2 separate regions of the Mus musculus genome follow, and region 2 is linked to region 1. A link is a contact called in public promoter capture Hi-C data. All regions are on one chromosome and are shown on one strand. Each heading gives the region's core, a stretch centred on a gene start, on an enhancer-like site or on the middle of the called end of the contact. The rest is flanking DNA. Distances are from core to core; before and after follow the strand shown.

Region 1 (3,112 bases), core at 503-3,002:
GTATATGGTTTTTTAAAAATTATTCTTAAACTTGCTTTAATGAGCATAAAAAAAGAAGAAATGGGAAAATGACAAAATTATGCCCTAATTCTTTAGGGTCAAGTAAGATATATAAGATGCATTTAGAGGGCTGGAGAAATGGCTCAGTGGCTAAAGCGCTTGCCGCAAAGCATGAGGACTTGAGTTCAGATCAGCAGTGCGCACATAAGAATGCCAGACACAGCCCGGTGTGGTCGCGCACGCCTTGAATCCCAGCACTCGGGAGGCAGAGGCAGGCGGATTTCAGAGTTGGAGGCCAGCCTGGTCTACTGAGTGAGTTCCAGAAACCCTGTCTCAAAAAAAAAAAAAAAAAAATGCCAGACACGGTGGTCCACGTAAGCCAGCACTACAGAGGTGGCGACAGGAGGAGCTCTGGAACTCATTGGTCACTCACGCCGTCTAGCCAGGTACACAAACTCCAGCTTCAGTGAGGTACTGCCTCAGATATAAGGTGAAAAAAGTTGAAAAGCCAGCGAGGGAGGTACTTAGCGTGAAATCATTCCGCTTAGGAAAACATGAAAGTGAATTCTCTGAACACAAGACATTTGTCAAACCCATGAAACGCTCATTCCTGGCAGCCAGTCACATCAGTAAAGCACAGGGGCAACGAGCAGGGAAACCAATAACCTTCACGTGCTGTAGACGAAGCAGACATCCCGACGGAGACGCTGAGACTTAGTAGGTACCGTTTTTAAAATCGCATAAAAAGACTGCTTCTCTAATCCCCAAGCAGGACATTTCCTCACACACAGGAGGAAAGGATGACTTTTGGAAATGGCACCAACCGCGTATGGCAAAGTTACATTTGTGGTTAATACAGGCAGGTTCCAGGGACACGGGACAGAGACACCAGATACTGTGGTCTTCAGTGGAGGATGGAAGCTCAACTTCAGAAACATCAGAAAGGCTCTCTCCTCACCTTCACTTTCAGATGAGGCTGCGAGTTCATGTAACTGAACAGTTGCTCGTAGTTCCTGCACTGCAGATCCCACTCTGTGTATTCACTGAACCGAAAGTCGTCTCCCAGTGGAGCCAGCAGAACTTTAGTGCGGAAAAGTTTTGACTTTTTCCGGTACTGATCCAATAGCATCTGAGCCCTGTGAAAGGGAAGGGGGAGATATTAAAAAATTATATCAGGAAAAGCTGACACGGCAACTCAGGAAAAAGACAGCTTAGAAACCAAAGGTGTATTATATGAAAAAAAATTATTAATTCCTTTTAAAAATTAGGTTAAGTGAAATTTATAAGACATGTTTTCTCCATCATTTATTGTCTGTTTTAAATGGCTATAAATTCTTACTGTACGGAAGTTATATCATTTTCCAATAGATAACCTTTGAGATGTCATAGCCAACTGAGATACCAGTGTCTTCCTGGAATCCCCTTCCTTACCACAGCAATTAAACACCAGACAGCCCATGTTTTACAATAATCTCATATGTGAAGATGTAAAGTCTCTCAACTACATATCAATACTGACCTTTGCTCTATTTTAATATCCTACTTTCTAACAATCAAAAATCTAATACTCTGGTAAAACATGGAAAAAGCATATTTAGAAAATGATTAAAAGTATAAATCATGATACCAAATATTTCCTGGAATTTTAATATTTTCCTTCCAAAGGAACAGCCATTCACTGTACAGCTGCCACCAACACCCTGGCCACTGTCACACTGTCCTGGTCAGTGGCTCCTGCTTGGCACCTGAATTTGCTATTCTGGTTTCCACCCTCTTGGGCTCTGAACCATGACCCTGAAAGGCCAGCCACGCATGGCATGCTGATGTCGACAGCTTTTATACTTCAGAGTCAGTGCTCTAGAGGAACTCCCTTTGAGGGGGCACTGAGTTGGAACACCATTGAAAAAACAGGAAGACAGACCCACAAAATGAAACTAAATAAGCAGATAAAGCCAGAGCCATTCAGGGTGGGGAGAGTCAAAGCTTGAGGCACTCGTGTTTAAATGACAAGAGTTGTTTCTCGCCTCGGATTCCAATCTTCACTTCAAAGATTATCCAAAAGTAAATTTCAATTCCCAATATAAAACTTATGAAAGTACCTCAAAGAACATCAATAGGGGTTATTTTATGAAAAAATAACATTTAATTAAACTTAGAATCCCATATGGACATTCTGAAATTTATACTCTCTGAAACTGCTTTGCAAATACAAATTTTTAGCAGTAATTTAATAGCTTCAAATTATCTTCATAGTAATTTCTTATAATATATAATTCTTAGTTTTAATAGCATGATGAGTAAAATATAATCATAGTGATTTTAAATAATATATGATTCATAGTTTTCTAGGATTAGCATTTGGTGAGATAGTTATTAATCTTTATTACCAACTACCTAAACTCCACATTTTCTAAATTTATTTCTTATTATTACTTCTAATTTGAAATGCACATGAAAAATGAAACAAAACTCCCTCCCCCAGTAAGAGGAATTAAAATAAAATATAAGAGCAGATAAAACATGTACTGTAGATGAGCACTCAACTATATTCCTGAGGTAATAATACTAGTAATAAATAATAAAAATGTTGACTAATAAATAAACCAAAGCTTGTATGTGTGGTTTACACACAGAGAGAAGACAGTATGAGCACTATCATGCCTGGCATCCTTCATAACACCTACAATGTGCACTATCATATCTACTTATTTAAAAAGCTACTCAACCATGCCCATGTAACCTCTTTTTGCTCTCTCTCAAACTCATAGCCTATATCCATTTAATCATACATGTGTATGTGTGTATACTTGATATATACTCCTAAAAATACCAGAGAACCCAGAACTGTTACTTTACTAAACTACTTAAAAGAGCTTTTAAATACGGATGATATTACATAATTATCAATTTATTCAAATGTATTCTTTCCCTAGCAGAATTTGGTATTTCTATATTACAACACAATGTATTACACATCTTTCACCTTTAGTGTAGTAACTGAACTTTAAGGAACCAAAATGAGAAACTATATGTGACTTGAAATGAGAAGTTTCCTTCATTATTGCATTTTTTTCTGAAGAAGTGGTCCATCCTTGCAATTTTTATTCAAATG
Region 2 (3,427 bases), core at 730-3,229, 85 kb before region 1:
GGCCCCCAATGGAGGAGCTAGAGAAAGCACCCAAGGAACTGAAGGGATCTGCAATCCTATAGGTGGAACAACAATATGAACTAACCAATACCCACCCCACCCTCCGCCCCCCGGAGCTCATGTCTCTAGCTGCATAGTAATCAGAAGATGGCCTAGCTGGCCATCAGTGGAAAGAGAGGCCCATTGGTAGTGCAAACTTTATATGCCCCAGTACAGGGGAACGCCAGGGCCAAGAAGTGGGAGTGGGTGGGTAGGGGAGTGGGTGGGGGACTTTTGGGATAGCATTGGAAATATAAATGAAATAAATACCCAATTAAAAATACTATTTAAAACAGTAAAAAAAATATATATATATATTTACTAAGGCAAAGTTACATAGTTACATGAAATATATATATACATATATATATATATATATATATATATATATATATATATATATATATATATATATGGAGAGAGAGAAAGAGAGAGAGAGAGAGAGAGAGAGAGAGAGAAGAACCAAAACCTACAGAGCCAAGGACTTAGTTTTCATTACCTCCCCAGGGAAATGGTTTTTTTGGTTTTTGTTTTTTTGTTTTTTGTTGTTGTTGTTTTGTACATTTTACTGCATGCCACCAGAAATAAATCAAAGTTTTCCAGTTAGCACATCACCTGTGGAGCCTCAGGATAGTATTCTTTGCCCTCAGCCAATGGCGCTTTCTGAAGGTGCTCCTCAGCCATGGCTGCTGTGCATTCACCCGGGCAGGGCAGTAGCAGCATCGGAAACTCTCTCTTCCTTCGGCCTTATTTTCTGGATCTATTTACAAGGGCCTTCTTAGCTCTGTGTGCTGATTTACCTTCATATCCTGTTCTGCCCTGTTCTTTCCATATCTAGAATCTGACCAAAGTGTTCCTTTAATCTATCACACACAGATGTGAACTCACTAATATTCATCTACCACCTGTTCACAGAACACACCCTCATCCTGTCCCCCCCCCCCCCACCCTTTTAACTAGGGCTGGGCTGAAGAGAGCTGATTTTGTCACAGCAGAACCAAGAACAGCCACCTGGCCCCTCGGCTGCTTTGCTCTACTTCTTTGTTATAAAAGTGTTAATAGATCTGTTTGAAAGTAGGATTAAGAATTACTCCAGAAGACAATGCACAGGATAAGATTATATTTTATTAGAGATCTTATATTACATATTCCCAAAAAGTTATAAAAATCTTCCAAGAGAAAAATATCAAAACCTGTTGATTTCAATGAGCAAAATAATCACAATGAAAGTAAACATTTTCTTCTAGACAAAGGACTGTGAAAACACTTCAGCACGAGTACAGCAAAGACACGGGATGATAATTACAATGTCTTCTAACATCATACAGCATTTTCTTAAATCAATTTTTTTTTTTAGAATGCTGATATTTGAACCATGCACCTCTAAACAAAATTAAAATTTCAGAGAGTGGGGAGAGAGTAGCGAGACAGTCTTGGTCCACTGAGCATCTGTGATAACAGATGTACCAAGCCTAACTAAACAGACCGCCCCCCCCCTCCCCCGCTGTCAGGTCTGAAGTGTGGCTGACTGCCCACGTGTGCCAGAGAAACCAGTTTCTGACCATAACCCAAAGCAAAAGACACCCTCTCTTCATTTCCCCAGTGTTGTAATGTGAAAATAACTTTAAAAAGCAGAAGCTTGCTGGTTACATAGAGTTTCTGCTTCACCTGTGAATAAGGAGCTGGTGGCCAGAACACAGAGTGGGTCCCCTGTGTCTGCTGTTTTTGTTTATTATTTATGTCAGCCACTGGTTTCATTTGGCCTCATCAGAACTTCTGTAGTGATTAAGCATAGCCACTTAACCACAGAGCACAGTGAACATCCACAGGAAGGCATACACTTAAGATACAACAAGAAAATAGATCATATTCGTGGGACTGGCGCTTGGTCGTCCTAGCTAGCGTCTGCAGAGGTTATAGGAGGAAGTGGTTTTGTTGTACTTTCAGTTGCTTATTCCCCAACAAATGAGGAAGGGAATGTACGTCACATGCTTACTGCATGAAATTATACCCTTGCAATGGTCCTGTCATTCTGGTATTTCCTTAATGATTATAGGCAAAGGATTTTAGGAACTCAACAGAACAGCGAATGTAGGAGCTGCATCTTGAGGAAGAATCCAGATGACGATCAGAATAAACAGTGAGGCAGAAATGCTTTTCTCTGTAATGTACTGGAATGGTAAGAGGTAAGTGGAGGTTTAAAGTCAAAGAATACTAAATTAGGTTAAGACACTGAGGAGAATTTTTCAAAAGTGGATATAGCCAAAGCATTCTTTCTATACCAAAATTAAATACTATTATTCTATTACAGAAACAATGATCTCAAATGACCTCAAAGGTCCCATGATGGTACATGGGCTAGACTAACACGCTGAGTTTACCACACACAAATGTTTGGAACGTGTTCTTTAGTAAGGAACATAAGATGAGCTACACACAGAGGATTTTAGAAAACAGTCTATTTTTAAAGCATTCTCTCTTTAACGCGGTTAAGTACTGTGAAATGCAAGAAGTACTTGGATCTTGTGGGTTACGAAATCCTTGCTTCAACTTGCAGTTTCCTTGGCAGCAGCATATTTTAATTAGCAATATTTTTCTCCCTTGTTTCGTTTTCTGACATCTCAGTACATTCAAATAGTCAAAATGTTTAGAGTAACATCACCACAAATGTAATGACACAGATCAGGATGTGGCCAGCATTATCAAGCAAAAAATTTTACATAATTTATGTGTCATAGAAAGTACCCACCCCCTATCCCAACCTCCCAATACCCCACCTCCCAAACAGTAATATGGACAGTAATAAGATTTAACAAGACTTATAAAAAAATAAGGCACATTTATTTTTGATATGGTAATTTAAAAATAGAAAACCCCACCTTGGAACACCTGTATTCAAATGAGCTGTATAGAAAGACACCTTGTGGTACCTAAAGTGGAACTGCTTCTTCTGTTTCAGTGACAATGGAATAAATTGCACCCATCCCATGTTGTCAAGTAATGAAAATACACCTCTTTTTCTACTGGTGAACGACTAAAATTATCACTTATTTTTTTAAATGTGTGGGTAGGAAAGGGTAGCCAAGAGGTTCATTGGAAAAGAGTATGAAAACCAACTACATTTATCATAAGGGTTGAGGGATTGCACTTTTCCACATTATTTTAACATACAAAATATTCAAATTTATATCAATGATTACAACTACTTTGGCCATTAAGCTGTTACCTACCAACTTCTGATTTTTCTTTCTATTTAAGTCAAATGGGTATTTTTTTAATAAAACATGATCAGAGATAAGAATACTTCTAGAGAATCTCTTTACAACCCTCAATGCAAACATAGTTAGCATTTAACCTGAGATGCAGTCTGTTGAGGGCTTATCTTTCA

The links. Promoter capture Hi-C pulls out the DNA fragments that hold promoters and counts their contacts.
Region 2: a contact with region 1 is called in a promoter capture Hi-C map of pre-B cells, with 6 times the contacts expected there. The contact joins two enhancer-like sites. A contact is called at or near these places in 5 of 39 promoter capture datasets (the C10 cell line, HPC-7-derived erythroid cells, liver and 1 more), 12 of 484 Hi-C or Micro-C datasets (B cells, the HL-1 cell line, bone marrow-derived macrophages and 7 more) and 5 of 115 datasets of contacts at active chromatin or transcription factors (CD8 T cells, astrocytes, bone marrow-derived macrophages and 2 more).

The regions. Positions count from the first base shown.
Region 1 is chr17:64,667,436-64,670,547 of GRCm38.p6, reverse strand. Man2a1 (mannosidase 2, alpha 1) reads right to left here. Exons shown (of 22, transcript NM_008549.2): 8 at 959-1,136. Among named protein-coding and RNA genes, the nearest start is that of Man2a1, 67 kb to the right of the region's middle. Within about 2 kb of position 1,752, at least 52 of the 459 cell types and tissues checked have an H3K27ac peak or open chromatin away from gene starts, as enhancers often do. A contact at or near this core is called in B cells, bone marrow-derived macrophages, centroblasts and 3 more, where this site is marked.
Region 2 is chr17:64,752,828-64,756,254 of GRCm38.p6, reverse strand. Man2a1 (mannosidase 2, alpha 1) reads right to left here. Exons shown (of 22, transcript NM_008549.2): 22 at 1,145-3,427. Among named protein-coding and RNA genes, the nearest start is that of Dreh, 13 kb to the left of the region's middle. Within about 2 kb of position 1,979, at least 140 of the 459 cell types and tissues checked have an H3K27ac peak or open chromatin away from gene starts, as enhancers often do. A contact at or near this core is called in B cells, bone marrow-derived macrophages, centroblasts and 3 more, where this site is marked.